2 separate regions of the Mus musculus genome follow, and region 1 is linked to region 2. The links are chromatin contacts, called in public promoter capture Hi-C maps. All regions are on one chromosome and are shown on one strand. Each heading gives the region's core, a stretch centred on a gene start, on an enhancer-like site or on the middle of the called end of the contact. The rest is flanking DNA. Distances are from core to core; before and after follow the strand shown.

The links. Promoter capture Hi-C pulls out the DNA fragments that hold promoters and counts their contacts.
Region 1: a contact with region 2 is called in a promoter capture Hi-C map of macrophages, with 7 read pairs. The contact joins the enhancer-like site here to the promoter of Herc6 in region 2. A contact is called at or near these places in 4 of 39 promoter capture datasets (the C10 cell line, embryonic stem cells, liver and 1 more), 1 of 484 Hi-C or Micro-C datasets (germinal center B cells) and 4 of 9 other capture datasets (adipose tissue, liver, macrophages and 1 more).

What each region holds. Positions count from the first base shown.
Region 1 is chr6:57,720,613-57,723,921 of GRCm38.p6, reverse strand. Lancl2 (LanC (bacterial lantibiotic synthetase component C)-like 2) reads right to left here. Exons shown (of 9, transcript NM_133737.2): 3 at 1,218-1,425; 4 at 286-433. Among named protein-coding and RNA genes, the nearest start is that of Lancl2, 20 kb to the right of the region's middle. Within about 2 kb of position 2,006, at least 4 of the 459 cell types and tissues checked have an H3K27ac peak or open chromatin away from gene starts, as enhancers often do. A contact at or near this core is called in macrophages, where this site is marked.
Region 2 is chr6:57,579,073-57,582,741 of GRCm38.p6, reverse strand. It overlaps Herc6 (hect domain and RLD 6), which reads right to left and starts at 1,750. Exons shown (of 23, transcript NM_025992.2): 1 at 1,510-1,750. The coding sequence starts at 1,705.

The DNA of each region.
Region 1 (3,309 bases), core at 757-3,256, 140 kb before region 2:
CAAAATGAAAGAGTATGCACACCAAATCACAGTCATCTCATCCTGAGGTTTTGAAGTGGAACATAACTTAACAATAAAGTTCATAGATTTTTTTAAAAGACCTTTGAGAAGATACATACCTGTTTCTAAAAAAAGCAAAAAACAAAAAACAAAAAAAACAAAAACAAAAAACAATTTATGAGATGCCTGTAAAGAATTACTCCCACCTAGAAGCAGAGGCTGGGTGATAATATAACTACATGCTAACAGTTTCGAGTGCCAGAAAGTCCAGTAGGCCCACAATACCTCTTTAATAGCTGTCTCACCAACAGTGCCAGGGCCAATCTCTGTGTTCAGGTACAGTAAGGCATACAGGTATCCTGCTCGTCCATACAGCAGTTCATCAGGAAGCTCTGACTCTTGACAGACAATAGTTCTATGCATCTGTAGAAGTCTGACCAACAAGACATATCTCAGAAAATTTCTAAAACATCTCTCAAGTTCATAAAACAATCAAAACCTCTCTCTCTATTGATTCCTGTTTCAAATAATAACTTAAGAATACAAATATATGGGATGGGTATATAGATCAGTATTACAAGTATAGGAGATCCTAAATTGAATCTCCAGCTTTGAAAAAGATTTTTTTCAGCCCAAATTTTCCACCTTTCTATTACTCTAAATCATATAGTGAAAACAGAGTACATACTTTAAAATCTAGTGTTAGAAGAGAGTGATATAAAATGTATGTAAAGATGGAGCCGAGATGTGGTTACTACCTAGGCAAGGCTAAGTCACTCAATCTTTCAACAACATCAAATGTCTGCACATGTCAGATACTCTACTAGATCCAAAGATGGGACTTTGTTTTCTACTTGTTTGAGAAGACTATAAACTGCCCACTGCAGAAACCTTCACAGTCCATCATTCCCTCATTACCATGACTAAGAGCTAGAGATTGAGCTCAGGATTAGTCAAGCTATTTTCATGGACGTGCACTTGCTTTCATACACTGAAGACAACCAAAAATTGTTTAGAAATGAATATTAAAGTTCCACTGAAATTAGGACACACTCATGTACATACAGAAAAAGTACACATGGTCCCACTACTAAACTAACATACTTCACATTTCAGAGAGACCTCTTTGCAATAGCAGATTAGACAATACTTTAATTGTTGAACATCTTTGCACAGTAATTCTTCAACAAAACATTTGGAGATGTTTTAGAACTCACTTTGTGATGCATTCCTGGGACTCACATTCACTTTTGAGTTTATGATATATCACAGCTCCCACAGCAAGGGGCCCAGCATCTCCACAAAGGAAAGTGACTCTGCGACCACTCAAATTTCGGAGTGTTCTCTTCACGTAATCCAGGGATCGAAGCAGGTAGGTCTGGTCACCAGTGACCCGGTACAGCTGCAGGTACAAAAGTGCTATGCCTGGAATGATCCCCACCCCACGAAGAAAAGCATTACTATCTTCAGTTGTACCCTCAGGGAGTTATTTTATAATTACACAAACATCTACTAGCATTCTGTATTTCGAAATGGAAAACATAAAACAATAACGAGAAAAAGTATAATTTATTTCAGAAAACTGAAAATGCTGAAACGAAAAAGACCCAAAAATTAGGGTGGAAAAAAACAAGAAACAGGTTGAAATTTATCATGGGTTAACTAACCTGATATAGTATGTCCACATTTTACTGTTAGAGAAAAAAGACACAAGACATACTGCGGCTCCTGTCACTCACTCCCTGTTCCCATTCACATCCAGTCCAGCCTCAATCTTCTCTTTATCTCAAGCTAATATAACTCTTTCCTTATGCTTCTTCTCAAATAATTTCTCATTCTATGTGATACCAGAGTAAATGATTACTTTTCTGGACTTTATGCCTCCTTTCTAATTTTCTACAATTTTTCAGTTTGTTTTCCTTTCCTCATTAAGCAATTGAGGATATGACCAGTGAGTCAGATCCCCACTTAGGGAGTGCACATGATGTGGCAGAACAGGGACAGCAGGAGCAGCCTGTGACCAACCTCTTTGTAAATACAGAAATAGAAATCCAAAGCCAGGTGTAGTGGCTCAGCATGTGGCTGATGGACACAGCAGAGTCAGGAGTTCAAAGACATTCTCAACTATATGATAGTGACCCTAAGGCCAGAATGGGATACTCTGAGACTCTCTATCAATGTCTTCTCTCACCAAAGATAGAACCAGGAATATTACTGAGAGCTCTTTGCAGCAACCGTTAGAAAATAATTTGCTTTGAGAGCATATTTTAACTCCTGAGTTATGAGCTCCATTTTCTGGACAATAACTCTGCCTGCTCTCCTAGAGGCCACAGCAGTACCAGGGACCCTAGATAAGACCCTGTCCTATGCCCAATGCCTGCCAACTTTCCCTAGAGCACAGATAACAGCAGTGAACTGCACCTCATCCCCTGGGCTCCATTTTCAGGGTCACAACTTCAGCTGCTTTACTAGAGGTGACAACAGTACCAGGGACCCAAGGTAAGAGCCTACCCTGAGTCCTATGCTTGCCAACTCCCCCTAATAGCATACCCAAAAGCCTTATACTACACCTCATCACCTGGGCTCCATATTCAGCCATAAGACTATACAGGAGACCTCTGCTTTCCCAGAGGCCACACTGGTTCTAAGGACCTCAGAGGTAACCTTGGCACCCAAACCACCAGAGGTCACACAGGCCACAAAATAAACAAACAAACAAATAAAAAAAATAAAAGAAAAAGCAAGCAGAAACACACTACCAGACTTGAAGAATCACTGGTCATTGGAATTTCTGGTCACTCACAAGATCAAAAAGGAAATAGAAACTAAGAGGGAAAACATCCAAAAAAAAAAAAAAAATACCCACCCATCTAACAAAGACAAAAATTAGGAATAAGCCCCTGAACCTATAATAACTCCCAAAAGGCAGATTACTAGAAGTCAGCATGAGAATACAACCAACAACAGCCAGAGCAATATGGCACCACAAGAACTTAGCTATCCTACAGCAAGCCCTAGATATTCCAACACAGCTGAAGGGACAAGAAAATTCTATCCTAAATTCAACTTTCTGAAGATAATAGAGGCCCTTAAAGAGGGAATGAATAAATTCCCTTAAAGAAATACCAAAAAAATTACAAGCAAACAGGTAATGAAAATGAATAAAACTGTTCAAGACCTGAAAATGGAAATAGAAGAAATAAAGAAAAAAAGAGGGAATCCTGGAGACATAAAATCTAGGTAAAACAACAAGTAAGACATATACAAGCATCACTTACAGAATACAGAATCTCAGGTTTAGACAGTACA
Region 2 (3,669 bases), core at 501-3,000:
TAAAGTTCTTACTAAACATCATGAAGAAGTAAACCCAATATGTTTATACATGTGTGGAAAGACAGCAGTTTTTATGGACTACCTGGACACAACTTGGCAGGCAAAGTCGGAGCACCTTGAGTTCCTATCTGAGCAAACTGAAACCTAGCTCAAAATAAGATTCACAGCCCACGGAAACGAAACTGAAAGGTGCCCATTCGTGTCTGGCAAGGGCTTTATCATTATTTCTTAGATGGTTCCCCACAATTTATTATCCAACCTCTTTTCTTTTGTTAAGTACACAAGTTCCTGGATCTAAGCACCTCTTTTACTTTCTGTGAATTCCTATATACACAAAAATTACTCTCTAGGTAAAAGACTAATAAAATCCCATGCTGTTTTTTGCCTATTCATTTTTTTCAAGTTAAATTTGTAGCTTCCAGAAACTGAATCCAAAGGGACAGAGGAATAGTTTTCGTGTTCTACACAGTTCTTCAAATTATTCTACACACATAATCAAATATAGTCAATGGGAATGTAAAATAGTCCAGTGGTAGAGTGCTTGCTTAGCATATAAAGTGGCAAAAATAGATAATTAAAACCAGAAAAACAAACTAGAACTTTAGTTAGTTTGAAGTTACTTAGAAGTGAATCAATATCATATATAAAATCCCCTAGTGGATTAATGTTTTGGTAAAACCACAACTTCTTGTTTAGATACAATTACAATAACTCATAATGACAAAATTCCTATAAAAATTAAATACATAAGCAGAAGATAAAACGAGGAGCTGCAATGGTCTTAGAGTTGCTTTTGGTGTAATTATAGGTGACTTTTTAAATTTTAAATATTTTATTATTTTTACGTGTGTGTGTGTGTGTGTGTGTGTGTGTGTGTGTGTGTGCGCGCGCGCGCTTGCGCTTGCGCATCACTGTGTGCATATATGTGTGTGCTGGTACCCATAGAGGCATAGGATCCTCTGGAACTGTAATTATAGGTAGTTGTAAACTGCCGCATAAGTGTCAGGAGCTGAACTCTTAACCACCGAGCCATCTCTCAAGACCCTACAGGTGGCTTCTTTAGTACTTTCCTACATCAGCTTTAATGCCGAAAAATGCTATTATACTTTTTTAAAAAAACAAAAAACAAAAACAAAACCTTAGGAGAGAAGATGCCCCAAGTTATTGCTAAGCTTTTCGGTTTGGAAATCAGATTCCCCCCACCCCACCCCCTCCAGAAAGTTCTCTCAGGCTTAGCTTGGTAAGGAGGAGGGACTTTCTTTCTATCCAGAGGAAAGCTTGCTTTTTTGCTTTCAGTTTCTCAATGAAGAGGAATTGGAAACCGAAACAAATACAAACTCCAGAGCTCTAGGAGTTGACCAGTTGATGCAAGCTGCTTAAAACAGGGTTCCAGCTTCTGATATCCCTGGTCCAGCCACCCGGTATCCCTGGTCCCCTGGTCCCCTGGTCCCCTGGACCCGAGGCCCCCACATACTGTCCTGAGCACCTGCTCAGGAGCTTGGAAGTCACCTGGCCTTTCGGTACTCTGGTCTCTCCTCTGGCCCAGCTGTCCCCAGCTGTTGTCCCCGCAGGAATACACCCTGTGGTTGCTGAACAGTAGGAGCGAGTGGTGTTCCCCGCTGGCTGCCTGCAAGAGTTCAATGCCGCTGGTTCCCGCCTTCAGGCGCCGAGGCTTCCGGCTTCCTGCAGCCCAGCTGAAATACATCCCTGCGGTGCACAGCCACCCGCGGCTCTGGTATGTCAGATGGGCTCCCAAAAGCAAGTGACCTAGCTTCCCTAACTCCTCCCAAGGGCACTGCCCAGTCCCTTACGTCATAGTTCTTTCCAGTAAGTGCCTGCTTGTCCCACACCACTAACATCTTTCTCACAGGCATTTCTAGGGTCATTTTGAAACCTGGCTGCTTGAATTTTCAGTACTGAGTATCTGAGAAGACAGGGAAGAAGAAAGTATCTCCATCATGAGTAAGCCACTTGTGAGTCCTGATGCTCTGGACAAATTTCTAGGTCTGTGAAATATTTATTAAGTGACAATATCCACAAGTTGTAGCAATTTCAGTGGCAACCAGTTCCCAGGGAATCTGCTTTCCTTGGCAATTCTAGCTGGGGTTCTTTTATTCCAGTCTTGATTATTAATTTTCAGATCACACATTAAGCACCACATGGTAAACCTATATGTATAATAAATAGATTATGGAGTATGTTCAGGGGGTTACAGAACTTTTTTGAGAATTTCAAAGAGGCCTAGAAAGCCAAAGCTGGGAAGCCTGTAAGGATGTAATTAATAATGAACCCTAACTGAGCTGCAATGGAGAAGCTGCTGTCCAACTGAATCCAACTGCAGAGTAAGGGCAGGGGCCAGATATGTAAAGAAATGAAAACCTTCACATCAAAGCTACACAAGCCAACAGAAAAAAAGTGAACACTCTTTTGCAGGTTTGCTGAGCTCTGAAGGAATTTAAGGGAGACATCTTTAGAGCTGTGTGTTCCAAGGTGACTCTGGCTCTCTCTGGCTCTCTCTCTCTCTCTCTCTCTCTCTCTCTCTCTCTCTCTCTCTCTCTCTCTCTCTCTCTCTCTCTCTCCCTCCCTCCCTCCCTCCCTCCCTCCCTCCCTTTCTCCCTCCCTCCCTCCCCACCTTTGAAAACAAACACAGCACTGAAAGGGTTGTGGGTCACTGTGTTTATTCCCATCTGCTGCAGGTTGAAGCCTCTCTAATGATGGCTGAATAAGGCACTGCCATATGAGCCTAGCAGACTATTATTGAGTCATTTTATTGTTACCCTTTTGTTTTTCTTAGACCAGTAGTATTTGGTTTTGTCCTAGGTTCTGGTTCTTGGTCACCTGAGCAGTGTCAGGTATGGGTTCCTTCCATCTCATGGTGTAGGCCTTAAGTCAAATCTGAAATCAGTTGGTTACTCCACGTGGTTTGTGCCACCATTGCCCTAGCATATTTTCCAAGCAGGACAAATTGTAGATCAAGGGTTTTATGGTTGGATTGGTTTACTTTTCTCTTTTAGCAACCTGCAGAGTCCCTTTGCCTGTCATAGACATTAGAACATGGGACTCCACATTCAGTGCATTGTGTGAGTATTGACTTCAGCAATGAAAACTTGCTGTTGGTTTGTTGAGAGACACCTATTTTCTTGGCAACAGCCTGAAGTATTTGAGGATTTCATAGCGACCCTTTCAACCAATAACTCAACTGGATAAAACTTAATCCCAGACTGAAATTTTCCACTGGGACAGACATGGCCAGTTGGGGTTCCATCTCCCTCATTATTTAGAGACTTCAATAGGACCACCTTCATTATTTTAGGAAGTTTCCACTACATCAGGTTTCCATATTCTTCAAATGAGTTTCAATACTAGCTGTTCCTCCTCTCATTGCCTCTCTAAATTCCATTTCCTCTCTTCTTTCCCACCAGAACCTCCCATTCTCATGCCTTCCTCTCCTCTACCAGTAAAATCCATTTCTATTTCTCCATCCCAGAAAAAAATCCATGTGTCTTCCTAGTCCCTTCCTCTATGCCTAACCTCTCTGGGTTAAAAAGATACACGAATATACAGAATACCAAGTAGACAACAAAATCAGAAAAGAAATTCCTCATAGTATTCTTTAACATGCAGCCATTCAGTTTGATCAGCACCATTTTTTGAAGATTCTATTTTCTA